2 separate regions of the Zea mays genome follow, and region 1 is linked to region 2. A link is a contact called in public Hi-C data. All regions are on one chromosome and are shown on one strand. The core of a region is the stretch at or near the end of the contact, and the rest is flanking DNA. Distances in the headings are between cores, read along the strand shown.

Evidence for each region. A called contact is a pair of places that touch in the nucleus more often than the background predicts.
Region 1: a Hi-C map of leaf shows a contact between it and region 2, with 3 times the contacts expected there. The contact joins the promoter of LOC103635404 here to the enhancer-like site in region 2. A contact is called at or near these places in 2 of 25 Hi-C or Micro-C datasets (both in leaf).

What each region holds. Positions count from the first base shown.
Region 1 is chr8:77,165,437-77,171,815 of Zm-B73-REFERENCE-NAM-5.0, reverse strand. LOC103635404 (calcium-dependent protein kinase 1) reads left to right here and starts at 4,658. Exons shown (of 8, transcript XM_008657859.3): 1 at 4,658-5,623; 2 at 5,974-6,117; 3 at 6,246-6,379. The coding sequence starts at 4,900.
Region 2 is chr8:76,729,790-76,735,338 of Zm-B73-REFERENCE-NAM-5.0, reverse strand. It overlaps the pseudogene LOC103637028. Among protein-coding and RNA genes, the nearest start is that of LOC100383493, 150 kb to the right of the region's middle. Within about 2 kb of position 2,013, at least 17 of the 20 cell types and tissues checked have an H3K27ac peak or open chromatin away from gene starts, as enhancers often do. A contact at or near this core is called in leaf, where this site is marked.

The sequences.
Region 1 (6,379 bases), core at 3,409-5,908, 430 kb before region 2:
ATGTCCTGACTATTACTTGTGTAGCGTAAACGTTATAACTTCTCGACCGTAGCTTCGACCGCTGCGTTCCTTATCCTCGCGTAACCGTAGAAGCGCTCTCTATTTTTATATTGCTCGTTTTGATAATATTTTATCTTGTATGGTGTAATGTTCTTAAGCAAGTATATGTTTTCTTGTGCATGTTTGTATTTGTTGCGCGTCACGAATAGATTGCGATCTGTTCCTGAGCTTCGAGGAATCGATGATCAAGATTTGGTGAACCACTGGTCCCGAGATCAAGCTCTTCGAGTTCTGCAAGGTTGAAGATCATGAGCATCTGTTTGGTGAAGACAAGTGTCCCTTGACCCATCTATATCCTACTCATTTTATAATTCACTCACCGCATTTGCACAATTTATACCTAAGGATTGACTAGCTTTTGTTTACCTTGTCCTTGTTTACCTATATGGGTTGGGTTATTTTGGTTTAGCTTTATGCTAGTGCTTCACATTAATCAATGAACATGATGAGATTATTTATGATACAATGTTTTTCCTTTTGATTAGGATGATGATACTGTGACATTTAAGGGGACTCGAGCGGTTTCTCGAGTGCCTCTCCGTAAGGACTGGTTCGTTGGATGACCGCCCGGGAAAACAATGCAACCATGAGGGTAGTATGGGACGCCCTTAGCTGAATAATTAGAGGAACTAAGGCGTAGTTCGCTTCGCCGTTGTGCCGTCAATGGGGCTCGGTGTATGCGGCTCGCTCTGCCGAGGGTGGATTGCCCCTTGGGGAGGAGTGCAGTACATTTAGGAAACCTAACGGGTGGCTACAACCTCAGGGAATCTTTGTAAAGGCTACGTAGTGAAACCCTGCCTATTCACCTTGGTAGTGTTTAAGGGTTTGATCAGCCCAAGGCAAAAGAGAATCACGACTTGTGGGTAAAGTGTGCAACCTCTGCAGAGTGTTATGAAACTGATATATCAGTCGTGCTCGCGGTTATGAGTGGCCAAGGGAGCTCCATTGATTAGAGACACATTGACCAGAGATACTTTGTTTACAGGTGATGATGAGGATAATGATGATTTTTATAATTATGATTATGCTTATAGTTTCTGGTATTTTTCCATTTGAAAAGAGTACTTTTGGGTTAACAACTTGGGTTAATGTTAAAACCTGGCTCTCTACTATTAATAATTACCTGACCAACTAAAAGCAACTTCTTAACCTTAACCCCACATAAAGCTAATCCACCTCAGCCAAACGAGACATTTGCTAAGTACGTTGATGTGTACTCACCCTTGCTTTCATAAAACACCAGGTTGCCTTTGATGCAATCTATGCTCAGGTAAAGAAGAAGGTGTCGAGGCGGATTCTCCAGGAGTTCCAGGACTTCGACGAGTCCGAGGATTAGGCTAGCGACCTCCCCTAGTCAGTTGCCTGTGGTGGGTTTATTTACGTTGGCTACGTTTCGATTCTGTGTACTTTGATTTATATTATGTAAATAACTCTAGTATTTAACATTATAGCTTACTCTTTATTGTTATTCGAAGCATTGTGCTATGATAAGTCATTTATGTAATCGTTGTGTACGTGAATTTCTGATCCTGGCACTTACATGGTTCGCATTCGGTTTACCTTCTAAAACCAGGTGTGACATCTCCTCATGTCCGCGTGCGCCGACAACGACCACATCATCTGGACGCCTCATCGTGGGCGGAGAGGACACCTGCGATCGTCACCGCCGTTGCATACTTCGCCATGTGGCCTTGCTGTCGTCGGATTGGGGTCGGCCGACACCAAGGAAGCCTGCACGAAGAAGTCCATGTGCGTCGGGCGCTTAGACTCAGTCAATTCCATGACGCCGACCTAACCGGACCTGCAAATTCGCCGCCCACCGTCGCCGCGACTGTCCTCATAGTGTTGAGGGGTAAGTATCCATCCATCACGTTCATCTAGCGTAGGGCATCATGTGACACTTATCAAATCGAAGTTTAGCGCGTTATTCCAATGATCTGGGTGGCCGGTCATGGCGCCGCCACGCTAGAATTACGCATCGCCGCACTTGTGCGGGGGGGGGGGGGGAGACGTGTTGAGGACCGTCCGATTCGTCTTGGGTGGTCACGATTAGATTCATCGTACCTATTCACGCATAACAATCCGGGTCGCTGGTGCTTGATCGGGCGGTGGCGATCGAATCTGGATACTGGTTCGGGACGATGGATCCGTGGCCATCCGATCAGAATCTGGCGCACGAGAATCGGTTCCGACGTGTAAGATCTAGTGCGTCAACTAGAGATCCTGCGACTGTGACCTTAGGGTTAGGCCGATCTAATCTGGATCTCAGATTTTAGATCAGACGATACAAATCTAGTGATACCCCTTTGCGGCGTCAGTCTTACTAAAGAGTCCCTAGGATTATTTAAAATTAACCCGCAATCCAGTGCAAGTGTAGCCTGAGTCTTGGGAAAATTATGATTTAGCCCCCGGACTTTTTAGTAATAGTGCACGCAACCCAGACTGTTGATAAATCAAATAAATGATTATAGAATTCGATTTTTAGTACAATAATATTCCAGGAACTTGTTTAATCTATAGAAAATCCATTTCAACTCATTTTTAATTCAGTCCACTGGCATGAATTTTGTATTAATATTGTTTATCACTTGGTAACTCTGTTTAGCCATGAAACTTGGATTAAAATTATTCACTTGAATTTATTCTATACTAAGCACTTAAAACTTCAGAAAATCATAACTCCAAAATTGTAACTCCGAATTTACTGATTATTGTTCCTACGATCTCGTTACGACGCGTAGAATATTACCATGCAATTTATCCCTCTGTTTGGTGTGATGTTAATTTCTGCTATACCATGTTTGTGTGTATTGTTGCGAGTAGACGAGCAAGCCACTGAGGACTCAGGTGTTCAGCAGGTGGAGACTGCTGAGCAGGAGCTCGTTGAAGGAAAGTTGTGCCCTTGATCACTTCTTTTTTCCCAATAATGTTCCTTTTAATCATTATGATATGTATAGGTTAATTTTGATGGGACCCAATAGGATACCCTAGTTTGACTATCTTTATACTTTGTTTACCACTGAACTTTTGGGTAGTACTTGCTATTGCTTTATGTGGTTTTGGGTATGGAGATACACATTATTCATGATCAGGCTTTTATTATCAATTTTTTATTTACTGTTCTTGATAAGATCATATTGTTAATTGGAACTTGGAGAACCACACGGGAAAACAGTGCTACCACAAGGGTTGTATGGGACGCCCTTGGCTGATTAATTAGGAAAGTTAGTGGATGACTACCTTACCCGAAAGGGGCAAGGGCAGTAGGGGAGTGGTCCGTGTAGGGAGGTCCTTTGGGTTGATTTTGCTGCGATGACGGTCAGGCGAGGGATCCCTGCATTGGAGCTTCCTAGAACTGTAGAGGGTTTTTTGAAGCTAGTGGAACTTTGTAAAGGCCTCGTAGTGTTACCCTACCTCGCTTTCTTGGTAGAGGTGTATGGGAAGTCGTGATCCCTTGGCAGATGGGTAACATGACTTGTGGGTAAAGATGCGCAACATCTGCAAGTGTAAAACTGGTATATCAGCCATGCTCACGGTCATGAGCGGCTCGAACACTCACATGATTAATTTATGAAATTAAATTCAATTTGTCATTTGCATCGCATTGTGGTTTATTATTAGTTTGATCTATTATTACTCTGGTTTGGTATTTACTTACATTTAGTAAATGCTAATAAAACTTGACTAACTTATTAAAAGCAATGCTCAGCTTTAAACCCTTATTTGTCGGTTAGCCTTACAGTTCACATGAACTCCCACCTTTGGTGAGTTCATGCACATTATTCCCCACAACTTGTTGAGCTATGATCTTTTGTGAGCTCACTCTTGCGATATATAAACCCTCCATAGGTGAAGAGCATGTGGACCAAGAGGAGCCGCCCTATACGGAGGAGTACGAGTTGATCTAGGTGGCGTCTCCGTGTCAGCTTGATGGCGACAAGGAATAACTATTTAGTTCGTCTTATTGTTATCATTTATTTTTGTAAGACTTCCGCTATGTAATAATAATACTTGTGGCATTTATCTCTATATACTTTGTCATTATATGTGATGTTCTTCTTTGACGTACATATGAGACACACTCGTCTTTATCTCTTAAATTCAGGTGTGGCATAAAAGTACAAAGGGATATAGCCCTATTCATACCTATGCATTCACTGTTTTGGACTGAACTTACTTTATGATTATAGATGTTGAGATGAATATTAAAAATGTCAAGCCAAAATAAAGAGGGTATAAAAAAACTATGAATTGCCTTGACCATATCGATGTGGATTCATATAAATAAAATCATGTGAATTAAATTAAACCTTGATTGATCTTAACATTCATGTAAAGAAAATATTCAATTAAGGATCATATTGAATAAATGTTTTTTAATATATGCTTATTATGTTGTGATTTGAGTATGGTGATAAGATAAATATAGCAAAAAAAAAAAGGCTTTGAGGGATTAAGTGACGAGGCAGAGCAGTATGAACTCTATAAAGATTGGCGCCATCAAACACGTTAGTTAAAAAACTCTACCAAAATAATTAGTTTTAAATTTTGTTTTAAAAAATAGAAATAAAAAAACCCACCGCGTTCGTGCGTCCGTGGAGAGGGACGGAGACCAGTCGCCCGCCGACCCGTGCGTCTCCACTCGTCCACGCGCAAATCCCCTTCCCACCCCCTGACCAGACCAAAGGCAGTAGCAACTAGCAATGCAGCTTCCTCCTCGTCTTCCTCCTCCACCTCAGCTGCTCATGCTCCTCCCAGTCCCCTCCTCCTGCCCCCAATCCTCTTCCGCCCCTCCCTCGGGCCTCTTCCCCATCTCCTGATCACACTCGCTCGCGCGCCATGGGCGGCCGCGCCTCCCGCCACCGCGCGCAGCCGCACGACCAGTCTTCTCACCCTCCTCCTCGGCCGCCGCCCAAGCAGCAGCAGGGCCAGCAGCACCCCAACAACCGCCCCAACAAGCCCAAGCAGCAGCAGCAGCCCCCACCTCCACGTCCTCCGCCGCCACACCAGGCTCCCCCCGCCGCCTCCCCCGCCGCCCCGGGCGCGGCCACCGTCGGCCGCGTGCTGGGCCGGCCGATGGAGGACGTGCGCGCGTCCTACACGTTCGGCCGGGAGCTGGGCCGGGGCCAGTTCGGCGTCACCTACCTGGCCACGCACAAGCCCACCGGCCGCCGGTACGCGTGCAAGTCCATCGCGACGCGGAAGCTCGCGCACAGCGACGACGTCGACGACGTCCGCCGGGAGGTGCAGATCATGCACCACCTCACGGGCCACCGCAGCATCGTCGAGCTCCGGGGCGCCTACGAGGACCGCCACTCCGTCAACCTCGTCATGGAGCTGTGCGAGGGTGGGGAGCTCTTCGACCGCATCATCGCGAGGGGGCACTACTCCGAGCGTGCCGCCGCCGCCCTCTGCAGGGAGATCGTCTCCGTCGTCCACAGCTGCCACTCCATGGGGGTCATGCATCGGGACCTCAAGCCCGAAAACTTCCTCTTCCTTAACAAGAGGGAGGACTCGCCGCTCAAGGCCACGGATTTCGGACTCTCCGTCTTCTTCAAGCCCGGTACCTAACCTATCTATTCCCTTTTGCTCTTCAGTCTTCACTACTACTACTATTCACCGTTTTGGAAATCCATCAGTCTCGGATGCCCATTCGATTTCAGTCCTACTCGCTATGTATGATTCTGCTTCGATTCCATAGACAGACGCTCATCCTCTTCCTTATCCTCATGTGGGAATCCAGCAGATACCAAGAGGAGGAAACTTTGCTGTTTGATTGACTCGTGCTTTAACTAGAGTCTAGAGGAGGAATGATTGTTGTTTGATTTGGTCTCAGCGATTCAGCTCCCACTCATCTGTACTGTGTCCAACTCAACTGAAACTGAAAACGATCGATGATCGATTGCAATGCAGGCGAGCAGTTCAGGGATCTTGTCGGCAGCGCTTACTACGTCGCCCCAGAGGTGCTCAAGCGGCGATACGGAGCTGAGGCAGACATATGGAGTGCCGGAGTTATCCTCTACATCCTGCTATCCGGCGTCCCTCCTTTCTGGGCCGGTACGTTTCTCTGCTCCCTGTTGCATAAACCAGCCAGCCAGCCACATCTTGATGCCAATGCCATTATCCCCTTACTAACATGCCACCGATGCTCTGTCTTCTTTCTCCCCTGGTTTTGGTTTTACCAGAGAACGAGGATGGCATATTTGATGCTGTTTTGCGAGGTCATATTGACTTCGCATCTGATCCCTGGCCTTCCATATCGAATAGCGCAAAAGATTTGGTCAAGAAGATGCTGCGCCAAGACCCCAAGGAGCGGCTT
Region 2 (5,549 bases), core at 764-3,263:
CACATAGAGCATCTAAAACAACATTAAACTACCTACTAACTGTCTCTCTGTCTCTCTAGACCGCAATAATTCAAAACAAACAGATCTATATCTATGCATCAATGGCCAACAAATTTCATAAACATGGCTACCCGTTCTTCAATTGAGACATTGATAGAGTCCACTAAAAGTCCATGGGTCCTTAAATGACCACATAAACTGTGAAAAACAAATTTACGCATACGCAACTCACTAATGCAGTTGGCTTCGGTCCCATGGTACAAACGGTTAACCGCCTTTCCCTTTCCAAATCTCTTTGTAACAGAGAACATATTTGGTGCGTTTCTTATTCAATATATTCAGTTGCAACTTATACCACAATAAAACAATCGTATGGTAATGAAAACAAACACCCTTCTCTCTATGAACTAATGATTATAGTTATTGCAATACTCAATGACGCCCATCTTCCTCCTGGACCTCAAGATCTACAGGCAGTGGATGTCCGGGACCGGCGGCTGTCCAAGGTGGCCACCCCGACCAACCACCTCGTTGTGGTGGGCAACTTCTTGGGCACGCTGCTGGGCGCCAAGATGGGGCTCCGCGAGGTGCCCATCTTCTTCTTCGCCGTCGGGGTGATGCACTACCTGGTGCTGTTCGTGACGCTGTACCAGAGGCTCCCCACCAACGCGTAGCTTCCCAGGGGAGCTCCACCCGGTCTTCATCCTCTTCATCGCCGCGCCTAGCATCGCGTCCGTCGGCTGGGCAAGGCTGTGCGGCGACTTCAACTACGTGGCCAAGATCTTCTACTTCACATCCCTCTTCCTCTACATGTCGCTGGTGGTGCGCCTCAACCTGTTCCGAGGCGTCCGCTTCTCGCTGGCATATGGTGGGCGTACACGTTCCCGATGACGAGCGTGGCCATCGCGACGGCCGTGTACGCGTCTGCGGTGACCAACGTACTCACCCGGGCGCTGGCCGTGGGGCTGTCCGGGGTGGCCACCGTCACCGTCGCTGGCGTGCTGGTGACCACCATGTACCGCGCGTTCGTGCGCAAGGACCTGTTCCCCAACGACGTGTATGTCCATCGCCTGTTGGGAATAGTCCCACATTGTGTGGTGAGAGTGTGATAGCATGGTTTATAAGGTTAAGGGCGCAACCCTCTGACAGGCTAGCTTTTTGGGGGAGTGTTGGCCCAAGAGACCTAAAGCCCGCTGCTATACGTGCGGGCGCGTGTGTCGCGGCCCGACAGCCTGGGTGGGCGCGCCGTGTGTGCGGGCGGCCCCGACGGACACGCCGTGTGTCGGCAGTCCGGTTCCAACAATTGGTATCAGAGCCAGGTTGGCCCAGTGCATTCTCAGACAAATCTCGGCTCACAATGTGTGAGGGGGAGATTGTTGGGAATAGTCCCACATTGTGTGGTGAGAGTGTGATAGCATGGTTTATAAGGTTAAGGGCGCAACCCTCTGACAGGCTAGCTTTTTGGGGGAGTGTTGGCCCAAGAGACCTAAAGCCCGCTGCTATACGTGCGGGCGCGTGTGTCGCGGCCCGACAACCTGGGTGGCCGCGCCGTGTGTGCGGGCGGCCCGGACGGACACGCCGTGTGTCGGCGGTCCGGTTCCAACATCGCCGTCACGCAGCGGCCCAGGGCGAAGTTCGGCAAGATCCTCGCGCACCTCCGCGCCTCCGGCGATGGCGTCAAGGACCTCGTCTTTGCCGTCTCCAGACTCCAGGCACGGCGGAGCCTCCTCCGTATCAGACGACGCTAGCGATCCGCCGTCGCAGCAGAGAGCCGTAGCTAGGGCAGCACACCACACCACACCACACCCGCCGATCTCCAGACAGTCGTTATCATCATGGCTGCCTGACGAATACAAGTAGCCCTTGGATTTTGCATCCGTGCTGGTGCAAACCAATGGTAGTGTCAGTGGCCCAATAAGCAATCGAACCAAAACCAATGGTAGTGCTAGTGCCATGAAGAGGCCCGGCCGGCCCGATTTCATCCGTGGTGGGTGGGCCTCCATCCCAATAATCATGCCCGTGCATGCATGGCATGGAAGGAGGACGAGAGAGGTAGGTAGCACGTGCACCAGCCAGCACACGACCTAAAACCTAAACGTCACATTTTTTATGTTGTGAATTGTGATTGGGTGGAGGATGCATGTCGAGGCTGGTAAATTGTGCACCACTCACTCCATCGTGGCATGCCGCAGTGAGTCAGAAGCTTAGCTTGTGCAGTGGCCCTAGAGTGAGAGCGCGACACGCACGTACAGTGCAGTGCACTGCCCCTCCATCTCTTTTCAAACGTCGCACAGATTTTGGTGCTCCCAGAGATATTGTCAGCAAAGTTACATGTGGTGAAGTGTGGTTGATGCACTGTCAGTTGGTAAGCAATAGTCCTATCACTTCCAGATTATTTTAAACTAGCACAATGCTCCAAATGACCGGTCACCTCTCTATTCACTACCGGAATTCGGCTCTTTAGCGAGTGCCAAATATTTTACCGAGTGTTCTTTTCGGACACTCTGTTAGAAAGTTAGGCATTTTTAGTTTTAATTTAATCCAGAAAAACAGTGCGATATATGTGATGACATGTATGTGCATGTGTGTATAACTACTCGCATAAGCAGTAAACAGCAATGAAACATGCACAAATACGAAGAACAGAGTGTACCCAGCGGAGGGACCGATGCTCAAGGCATCAGTGGCTCCATTCACACGAGACATCTCGTGTGTTTGTTCGATGTAGCCGTACGAAGTCGGTGCAGGAAGATGTACGCTGTGCAGTCCCTCGAACGGTCGCCGGGAAGAAGAACAGCAGCACGCGTCAACTCGGGAAGGCGACGAACAGCAAGCTGTGAACGAAGCAGCTGGACAAACAGGTCACGCGAGCAGTCGCGAAGACGCTCCCCAAAAATCTGATCGCCCGCACACCCGTGCAAGTGTATCTCTGCGGTCGGTGATTTCGGAGGCCTGCTCTCCCACTCTCTCTGTGCTCGCAGAAGATGGGACGGGAATGTGTTGTTTGCAATTCGCGTGAGATAATTCGCATAACTGGAAGAGCCCTCCCTCTCTATTCTTATAGGCGGTCAGAAGGAGGGAGAAGAACAACGGACAGAAACGGTCGCGCATTAGAACTAGAAACTGACGACAGTAACTGACGTCCGTTACTAGCCATAAGACAGGAAACAGACGGTTATCATGACGGTCATCGCTCCAGGCAAAATGCGAAACCGTTTGAAAGGAATATTCGGACCAAGGTCCGATCTACAGCCACGAGCCGGCGGCGGCGGCGGCGCGCGCGCGCGTGTGGCAGTCCTTCATCCTTTTCTCAACTTCTCAATAGATGCACCAATGGTCCACCTATTTAAGTTGATTGATTTGTCCTTTGAACTTCCAATATGGTACTAAATAATTAGTACACCATAGCATTAAAGTGGGCCATTAGCATTGACTATTATTGAATATTAATTTGGGCCAAGCCCACATTAATCCAACAATCCCCACCAAATGCTAAGTCACACAAAAAAGCTCTCATCATCTCAAACGTTTGATATACTGGTGTTTCGATGGAGACTATTAAGTTGAACATCCACCTAGAACTTAGACTACACTTGACCACAACTGCACAATGGACTAGGCCTTGAATTGGCAGTTTTGCGTGGAATGAGTTTCATCTAAACTCTTTACCAGTACTAGATTGCTAAACGCATCCCCTCTGGTTGGAGCATATAAGTCAAACTCCATAGCCTTTCATGGGTATCTAGAAACCACCCAGATCTCATAAACTGTGACTAGCAGTTAACCCATATAGGTATGTTCCTCTAAAGATGTTCTGTAGGACAACATCTTTGCTTCACAAAGCCACTTGGAACATATTAAGGTGTAAACACCAACCTACCTTACAGTAAGGAAAGATATGCATCTGAAATGAGCCTTATTAAGGGTCTTTCCTCTCAGTCTACCACTAGCTTGTTTCACCATTCTAATTCACGGGATCTCCGATCACATAGAACAGGTTACCACTATGATAAACTTTAGGTGGGTCTCATGCCCATCTCACTTGATGCACTATCTATCACACTACGTGATAGCCCCTTAGTAAATTGATCTGCCAGATTTTTAGACGTATGGACATAATCCAACGCTATTACTCCGGAGTTTCTCAATTTCCTGACAGATTTCAAACGCCTCTTTATGTGCCTTGTCGACTTCATATTATCCTTAGAACTGTTTATCTTAATTATCACAGTCTGATTATCACAGTTCATGGAAATAGCCGGCACAGGTTTTTCAACCACCGGTAAATCCATAAGGAGTTCACGAAGCCACTCAGCCTCAACTGAAGCGGTATCTAATGCTGTGAGTTCTGCTTCCATAGTCGACCTCGTTAAGATGGTCTGCTTGCAAGACTTCCATGAAACAGCACCACCTCCAAGTGAAAACACATATCCACTTGTGGCATATATCTCATCAGCATCAGATATCCAGTTTGCATCACAATAACCCTCCAGAACTGTTGGGTACCCGGTATAATGGATGCCTAAACTCATAGTACCCTTTAGATAGCGCAAAACTCTCTCAAGAGCACGCCAGTGATCATCTCCCGGATTTGAAACAAATCGACTAAGTTTGCTCACAGCAAATGAGATGTCAGGCCTCGTAGCGCTAGCTAAATACATGAGTGAACCAATTATTTGGGAATATCTCAATTGATCCCTAGCTATCCTTCGATTTTTCTTTAATAGCTTACTAGGATCATAAGGCGTTGGAGCAGGTTCACATTCGCTAAAACCAAAGCGACTCAAAATCTTTTCCACATAATGGGATTGCACAAGTGTGATCCCACCAATGCCTTCTCTGAGTAGCTTAATGTTAAGAATAACATCAGCTTCTCCCAAATCTTTCATTTCAAAATTATTAGACAGAAAGTCTTTTGTCTCTTTAATCACATCAAGACTCGTCCCCAAGATTAGAATGTCATCAACATATAGGCATAAAATTACTCCCTCGCCCCCACCATACCGATAGTATACACACTTGTCTGCTTCGTTCACAACAAAACCGGCAGATGTCAAAGTTCTATCGAACTTTTCATGCCATTGCTTAGGTGCTTGTTTTAGGCCATATAAAGATTTCAATAATTTACACACCATGCCTTCTTGACCGTTTGCTACAAACCCAGCTGGCTGCTCCATGTAAATTTCCTCATCTAGCTCTCCATTTAGGAATGTTGTCTTAACATCCATTTGATGGACGAGTAGACCATGAGAGGCAGCCAAAGAAAGTAGCACACGAATTGTGGTCAATCGAGCCACAGGTGAATAAGTATCAAAGAAATCCTCACCTTCCTTCTGTGAATAGCCTTTAATTACAAGCCTCGCCTTGTACCTTTCAATAGTACCATCAGGCCTAAGTTTTTTCTTGAACACCCATTTACTTCCAATGGGCTTACACCCATAAGGACGCTCAACTACCTCCCAAGTTGCATTAGACATAATAGAATCCATCTCATTCCTTATTGCTTCCTTCCAAAAGTCAGCATCAGGAGAGGAATATGCCTCTTCAAT